2 separate regions of the Mus musculus genome follow, and region 1 is linked to region 2. A link is a contact called in public Hi-C data. All regions are on one chromosome and are shown on one strand. Each heading gives the region's core, a stretch centred on a gene start, on an enhancer-like site or on the middle of the called end of the contact. The rest is flanking DNA. Distances are from core to core; before and after follow the strand shown.

The links. Hi-C and Micro-C count contacts between places; a contact is called where the count stands out from the background.
Region 1: a contact with region 2 is called in a Hi-C map of liver, with 2.4 times the contacts expected there. The contact joins two enhancer-like sites. A contact is called at or near these places in 1 of 39 promoter capture datasets (stem cell-derived epiblast-like cells) and 1 of 484 Hi-C or Micro-C datasets (liver).

The regions. Positions count from the first base shown.
Region 1 is chr4:150,414,021-150,417,982 of GRCm38.p6, reverse strand. All of the region lies in intron 2 of Rere (arginine glutamic acid dipeptide (RE) repeats), which reads right to left. Among named protein-coding and RNA genes, the nearest start is that of Gm52709, 51 kb to the left of the region's middle. Within about 2 kb of position 2,307, at least 17 of the 459 cell types and tissues checked have an H3K27ac peak or open chromatin away from gene starts, as enhancers often do. A contact at or near this core is called in liver, where this site is marked.
Region 2 is chr4:150,218,120-150,222,656 of GRCm38.p6, reverse strand. No RefSeq gene overlaps it. Among named protein-coding and RNA genes, the nearest start is that of Eno1, 17 kb to the left of the region's middle. Within about 2 kb of position 2,541, at least 30 of the 459 cell types and tissues checked have an H3K27ac peak or open chromatin away from gene starts, as enhancers often do. A contact at or near this core is called in liver, where this site is marked.

The sequences.
Region 1 (3,962 bases), core at 1,058-3,557, 200 kb before region 2:
AGGCATGAGAGACACTGTCTTCCAGCCAGCACAGTGAACAGACCAGAAGCCAGATCTCCTCTGTGTGGTGGAAAGGGGAGGTACAAATGTCCATGCAGGGTTAAAGCATCATTTTGAAAGCTTGAGCTGACAGAATGACTCTCAGGTGTAGCGGTCGAATGTGTCTTATACTATAGAATGGTGGCTATACAACTACCACTTTCTGGGTAAACTGTTCTTGACTACGTAAAAGTACAAAATACTGGGTTTTTTTCTTCTTGTTGTTTTCTTCTTGTTGTTGGCATGTCTCTTCCCTAAACAAGAGAAGAATTAGAATCCTACACAGCATTACTGACATTGCCATGGTCAACAACCACAGCACACTGGGATAAATAAAGGGTCATGTGAGGTCCGAGACCAAATACCACACAGTGATGACTATCTTCCTAAGAACTAGCAGGTACCTAGAGCATTACTAACAAAGCACAAATTCAAATCTTACATTAAAAACTGAAAATTACAAAAAGCAATATAATTTGTGTTATATACTTAGTAGTCTTGTGATAAGCCATGATTAACCCCCTCCAACTTTTCTCAACTGTATCAAGTCCCCACAGCCCAGTCTACAGCGGCTCTGACCCCATCTGTGAGACACAGCACAAAAGCCAAAGCTGCACCCTAGGCAGCAGGCAAAGGCGCAGACCTGCAGGACGCTCGCCTTCTCGTCATCTCAAGCACTCAGCCTTCCACGCCACGCTACATTACTGTACAGGCAGTCCCTAAAATGGTAATTAAACAGAGAAATGTAGAGATTTAAGCAAAAAAAAAATATATATTCAATATAGGGTTAAATGAACAACTATGGAAGCTCTATCATATACAACCTATACTATGCTAGTTAGATTGAGCATACTGTCAATTGTGAAATGATAATGACTTAAAGAGTAGATTTTAAATCACATGTAATGATAATATATATTAATACTAAACTTCATGTGTTTAAACTTTCACCAGAAGAGCTAAGTAAGGCAAATTAGTTAATTTACCTCCATTGGTTTTATGACAGTAAAACTATCCACTACAAAAAAAAAAAAAAAAAAAAAAAAAAAACCCTGAAAAATACACCATAAAATTTGTACTTAAATGTAGAAATAAATAGAAATAGTTGTTTACATACTTTTCTTTAACATTTCTAGCACTTAAGACATTTAGATATCTCTGAGGCAAAACTTATTTCCAAAAGTATTTACTTTGGAATATTTAAATGCTTAAAAAAAAAAAATCAGTCTTGGGCTGGAGAGATGGCTCAGTGTTAAGAGCGCAGACTGCTCTTCCAAAGGTCCTGAGTTCAATTCCCAGCAACCACATGGTGGCTCACAACCATCTGTAATGAGATCTGATGCTCTCTTCTGTAGTGTCTGAAGACACACTATAGTGTACTTACATATAATAAATAAATAAATAAATAAATAGATAAATAAATAAATAAATAAAACCAGGCTTTAAAAAAAAACAACTTAAATTAAAAAATATCAGTCTTGACAATGTACATTTTACATTTATTTTATTTGTTTGTTTGTTTATTTACTTATTTATTTAATTGTACGTCAATACACTGTAGCTGTACAGATATGGTTGTGATCCTTCATGTGGTTGTTGGGAAATGAATTTAGGACTTCTTCTCAATCCGGTCAGCCCCACTCACAAAGTCCCTGCTCGCACAGGCCCAAAGATTTATTCATTACTATACATAAGTACACTGTAGCTGTCTTCAGACGCACCAGAAGATGGTGTCAGATCTCACTACAGGTGGTTGTGAGCCACCATGTGGTTGCTGGGATTTGAACTCAGGACCTTCAGAAGAGCAATCTTACCATCTGAGTCATCTCGCTAGCCCAACAATGTACATTTTTAAAGAAACTCAACTAACAAAATATATATACCACTCCAGTTTTCAAATCATAGACAATATTTTTTAATTTTGTAAAGTCTAATTTTCTCAGCTGGCAATAAATAGCAGGCAGTATCTGGAAAGATGACAGACCCGTGGGTAAGACCAAATTCCAGCCACACTGGCAGAGCAGAGCCAGGTTCTCACACCTCACAGTACCCAATTCAAACACCAAACAGACCGACCATGTGTGACAGAGCCAACAAGACTTCCAGCAATCTTCTCAGCCAGCACAAAGCAGAGAATCAACGTAATTATAATAAAGGGAACATTTAACAATTAACTGAGCCAGAAAAGCCGAACTCCAGAGCGTAGGAGTTCAAACTCTTGTTTACTAAGCAAAGAGGCAGAGGGTTTCACATAACTGCAGGAGCTCACAGTCCAATCATACCCTAGGTAAATACAAATCTCGTTCTGCTAGGATTGGGGTACCGGCCATCACAGACCAGTTGACTGACTTGTCTACCCAGCATGCAGATCTTAACAAAAACCCCGCAGTCTCCCAGTGTTCTTCCACAGTAAGTCCCTAGGAACAGCAGACAAAGGCTGCCAACTTGCTGTCACAAAAAGACCCAGAGGTAAGCAAACACCCCTGAAGACACCACAGTTTGCAGCAGTGCACATGGTGACGCCTGGCTCTCATTCAGCTGATGGACTCTGGGTGCTGAGGCAGGAATGAACAAGCGCTAGACATGCTCCACTGATATTCTTGCCTGGAGCTCATGAGCAGATTTGCCTTTGCTTGACCAGTACTTTTGCAATAGTTGCCCATTTGTTCAACTGGTACTTGTAATATTTCCCAGAGTACCAGGATTAAGGGCATGCATCCCCGTGCCTAGCCAAAATTGTGACTTTAAATCTTGAATAAAATATAAGACCTACATGATGGATGGGTGGGTGGGTGAATGGCGATAGACAGACAGATAAACAGACAGGCAATAGCTAGGAAAGCCTTGTTATGAAAGTTTTGTTTAATTTGGTAGTGTCTCCTGGTTTTGTGGTGCTGGGGTCAACTCTAGCACCTACTGCATCTAAACACTCACTTACTACTGATCTACCTCCAGCCCAGAGCTGAAAGTCTCCTTTCAGCAGAATCTAAGAAAACATTAACTACAGGATGGGGCCATAGAACACAGTGCTCCCTGCTCTTTGACTCACAAGCAAAGGGTAGGTTTGGTTCAGGGTTTTGTTTTGGTTTTTTTTTTTTTCCCCATGATATAAGCTGCAAGAGTGGGCTTTAATTTTTTCCTTGACTTGTGAAAATTGTATGACTTTCAAATTTCAACACCTATAAAAAGGTTTTTACTGGCACACAGACAAGCCCGCTTACCATACATTGTTTATTACCAGACAAGGAGGCAGAGACGAGAGCTACATCACACCCTCTCTGGCCCTTGACAGAGAAGTTTACCTTCCTGGTGATACTCACAAGGAACAAGAGAAGTAGCTCCACAGATCACGTCAGTCAAACCACCCAAGACGGACCACAGAGGCAAAACATCCCATTCTAACTGACCATTTACCAATCTGCCCATTTGGATATCAGAACTCTTTTACAAATGTCTTCACCAAGATGACTAAGTAGCTGCAATATCGCCATTCCAAATTCCTTGCCACATTTGGGTTTAAAATTTAGCTAATAACATGAAATCCAGAGCACTGACAGCTAACGTTCTCATACCAGTGCAAAGAACTCCTTCTAAATGCACTCATGTTTACCCTGGAAGTCCTAAGTTTCCAAGGGATCCAGCCAACTACTGGGACAGATGCAAGAATCTATGTGGTATCCTAATCTAGCTCTCTCACAAAAGACCTTCAGAAGATAACCAAAACTAGTGAGGAAAACAAAACAAAACAGAACACTGAAGTAGCAAGAGGCATGCTAACAACCATTCTAATTCCCAGGAAGATTATACAGTGCAAGAAAAACTATGCCCATAGGATCAACAATCTTATCTTTAGAGAGTGAGCACTCAACAGCCAAATAATAACCTCACAAATAACCTCAAGGACACATCTCAAAGGATTCTTC
Region 2 (4,537 bases), core at 1,292-3,791:
TCTCAGCACCCACACTGGGCAGCTCACAACTGCTTGTAACTCCAGGTCCAGAGAGATTTTTATGGGCACCTGTCCACACACAGCACACACATCCCCACACACAGAGCACCCCCCCTCACACACACATATATATGTAACTAGAGCACACACACACATATATGTAACTAAAAGTAAAATAAATCCGGGCTGGAAAGATTTCCATGGTCACTCCTGTAGAGGACTAGGATCAGCACCCAGAACCCACAGGGTGTCTTACAAGCATCTGCATGGCCTTTGTGACTATTGACAGCAGGTAGCTACATACCAGCTCTGTACTATGTAATTTTTGACATCTACACAGTTTTGCCTGTGGCCAGAATCAGGGTCAGATATAATAAACTGGGAATAAGGCCTGGAGAGATAGCTATCTGGTACATGACAGCTCACAACTTTCGATAGCTCCATTGCCAGGGGTGGGGTCTGATGACGTCTTCTGGATTCTGCAGGCATTAGGCACCATCCATATAAGTAAAATGCATTTGGTGAATAAATCCTTTTATTAAAAATAAACGATGGTGCACTCCTTTAATCCTAGCACTCGGGAGACAGAGGCAGGTGGATCTTTGTGAGTTCAAGGCCAGCCTGGTCTACAAAGCGAGTCCAGCACAGCCAGGGCTATGTTACACAGAACATCCTGTCTCTAAAAGTCAAATAAATAAATAAATAAATAAATAAATAGTGTGTGGGAGACATGTGAGGGAAGATTTGCCTCCTGGGGCAGCTTTGAGCTGGGAACTTTGGGGAGAGAAAGATCAGAATGGCGCTTGGAGAAGCCAGTGGTGAGGTCCAACCAAGGTTTCCTCCTTGCTCCCTCTGATCCTCAGGATCCGGAGTTGCAAGCCAAGGGGAGTTGGGGAGGACCCTTGTTTATTGAAAATAATTTGTCACGAGGTAGGATTTGTTCCCTGGGTATGCAGAAAAGACCCTGACTCTGGAGATGCCCCAAATCCACTTTCCCTCCCCCCCGTGGGCCACCATCTTCAGCCTCTTTCTGTCTTGTCTCCCCAGGGATTGTTAAACACTAGCTAGGACATATTCCCCAAAGGTCCTTGACTAGGCAGAAAGGGCTGTGAGGTGTTTGCCCAGAAGGATCTGGGAGCCAGAGGTCAGGCGGCCACAGGCTGTGCAGGGTAAGGTTCAAGCTTAGTAAGTGAGTGTTCAGCTAATAACGCCTCAGGCTGCCAGGTAGGCAGCAATACACCCTGGGGTACCTCTGTAATCAGCCTCCACGGCAACTCAAGGCAAGCTCACGCTCTGGGTGGCTGACAGTGGCTGCACAGGGGACCCGAGTGGATCCGGGACAGCTAGGCACTGGGAGGGAGCCTGAGGAAGACTTGGTTCCCAGAAAGACTCAGTTGCTGAGGCTGGGCAGACTGAAAGTGTTCCAAAGTCCTTGTGTGATGAAATTTTCTGGAAGACCCTTGACCTTCTCAGAGGGCCTTGGTGTTGCAGACTTGTAACTCCAACAACAGTGAGGCAGGAGGATGGTGCTTTTGAGGCCGTTCTGAGATAAATAGGGAGACTCTGATGAAGGAAACAACCGAAAACTAACGATCTGTAACTTTGGAGCTCCTCAAATGTCATGGAGACGTTATTCTTACTGATTGCTCTGTGCGTGCGTGCGCGACTGTATGTATGTGTGCGCATGCAAGCGCGCGTTTTTATCAAAAGGTAGGCAGCTCACTCACCACTGCGCTTTCCCAGGTAGTGACGTCTGAGCTTCTAAAGGCTGTGTGGTCAGCAGGGCAGAGGTCACTCAGCATTTGGCAAACATGTGGTATGAGAGTGCTGTACACGCGGGAAGCGCCTGCCCAGGTCCCGCTGGAGAATGCTCCTCCCCCTGGAGCCACTCCCTGCTAGTGGAGGGAGGAGTTTATAGGCAAGCGAGTTGGCTGTCCTGGATCCTGTGAACAGACTGTCCCTTAGGAAAGACACTCAAGTCAGTGGTGAAGGCAAGGCTGGGCTGAAGGAGAAACTGAGGCAGGAGGCTGAATCTGCACATCCAGGCATCAGTAAGTATCAGTTAGGCAGCTTCCAGGGAGAGGACAGCTGTGAGCATTCAGGATATCGAGGAGGGGCATCTCCAAGCAGGAGAGCTTGGGGAGCCTGCTTTACCTGCCTGTAGCGTTGCTACTTCTGACTTGCTTGAGGAGGTCAATACCTCTGAGCCTCATTTTGTTCATCTGTAAGATGGGTCTGAAATACCTTTTCTTTTGGGGTGTCTCAGTGGTTGAGAACACTGGCAGATCATGACTGTAAATCTAAGTTCCAGGGAACGTGACACCCTCTTCTGGACTCTGTGGCTACTAAATTCAGGTGGGGCAAAGACATACGTGCAGGCAAAACACCCATAAACATAAAATAAATTAATATTTAAAAAATTGAAAGAGAAAGTGTCTTTAGAGGCTTAAGAGATGGCTCAGTGGTTAGGAGTACATGCTGCTCTTTCAGAAGACCCAAGTTCAGTTGCTAGGACTCATGCTTTGTGTCTCACAACCACCGGGACTCCAGCTCGTGGAGATCCAGTACCATCTACTGGGCCCTGAGGGCACCCGTACACCGGTGCATATGCCTACACAAGACCCATATACACACACATTGCTAAAAATAAAATAAATCTTGTTGGGTGTGGTCATTCAGGTCTTTAAATCCCAGCAGTTGGGGGGCAGGGAGGCAGAGGGAGGCAGGCGGGTCTCATAGTTGGAGGCCATACTCCAGATTTCACGTAGAAAGAGCCTGTTTCAAACAAAACAAAACAAACTTAAAATAATTTTTATTTTATTTTGCTTGGTGTGTATGGGTATTTATTTTATTTTGCTTGGTGTGTATGGGTATTTATTTTATTTTGCTTGGTGTGTGTATTTTTTGTTTGTTTGTATGCCTGGTGCCTGCAGTGGCCAGCAGAGGGCATCAGATCCCTTTAAAATGGGAGTTATAGACACTTGAGAGCCACCATATGACTGCTAAGAATTGAACTCTGATTTTCTGGAAGAATAGCAAGTGCTCTTAACGGCTAAGCCATCTCTCCAGCCCTCTCAAAATTAAAAGAGAAAAAAAATATTTTCATGCTCTACATGGAACCCAAGGCCTTCCCACACACGCTCAGCAAGTGCTCTGCTAATGAGCTACGTACCTCCCCAGGCCTTCTTGGGAACCTTTTAAATATCAATTAAATATATAAAGACAATGTTTAGCCAAGGATTGAATTCCTGATTCTCCTGCTTCAACCTCCAAAGTGCTGGAATTATAAGAATGTAGCACCCGGCTCGGCTTGCCCTTCCTTCCTTCCTTCCTTCCTTCCTTCTTCCTTCCTTCCTCTCTTTTCTTTCTTAAACAACAGTCTTGGGCTTGGGAGTGTAGCTCAGTTAGGAGAGTGCTTCACTGGCATGCAGGAAGCCTTGGGTTTGATCCCAGAACCACCTCCACCAGGCTTGGTATTGTAATCGATGTGAAGACGTTGAGGTGGGACGATGAGAAGTTCACACTCACCTTTGGCTACACAGGGAATCTGAGGCCAGCCCGAGGTACATGAGGCCCTGCCTCAGAAGGCAAAATCAGGTGACAGAGAAATGGCTCAGTGCTTGGGAGCAGGACCTGGGCTTGAGTACCAACGCCCACATGGAGGTTCACAACTGTCTGTAACTTTGGTTACATGGGGACCCATGGCACCCGGCATTCACATGGCATGGTGCACACACACACACACACACACACACACACATATGCATATTATATATATGCAGGCAAAATATCCATACTCATAAAACTAAAAGACAATCTTTTTTAAAAGACAAACTCAGTTAGGCAGTGGTGGCACACGCCTTTAATCCCAGCACTTGGGAGGCAGAGGCAGGCGAATTTCTGAGTTTGAGGCCATCCTGGTCTACAGAGTGAGTTCTAGGACAGCCAGGGCTACACAGAGAAACCCTGACTCGAAAAACAACAACAACAATAACAAAAAACAAACAAACAAAAAACCCCCCCAAAAACCCAAAAAGACAAAATCTCCAACCCCAAATGAAAACAAACCCAACCCAGAGCTCTGTTACGTAGACCAGGCTGGCCTTGAACTCAAAATCCTCTGATCCTCTGGCTCTGCCTCCAGTATGCACCACATCTGACTTGCTTTTTATTGAGAAGAGAATTTCCCTGGGTTACCCAGGTTGGGCTCGATCATACCTCCTGGGTCACTGGTACCATAGGTGTACGCCAACACGTGCCTACATTTCATTTCAAAAATGAAAGTTGTTGGCTGGGCTTAGTGGTCCAAGCCTTTAATCCTAGAACTGGGTAAACAGAGTCAGGTGCATCTCTGTGAGTTCAAGACCAGCCAGGGACACATGAAATCCTGTCTTAAAAAAAATAAAATAAAATTAGGGCTGTAGAGAGATTAAGAGGTTAAGAGCACTGAGTGATCTTCTAGAGGTCCTGAATTCAATTCCCAGCATCCACATGGTGGCTCACAAGCATCTGTAAGGAGATCTGGTGCCCTCTTCTG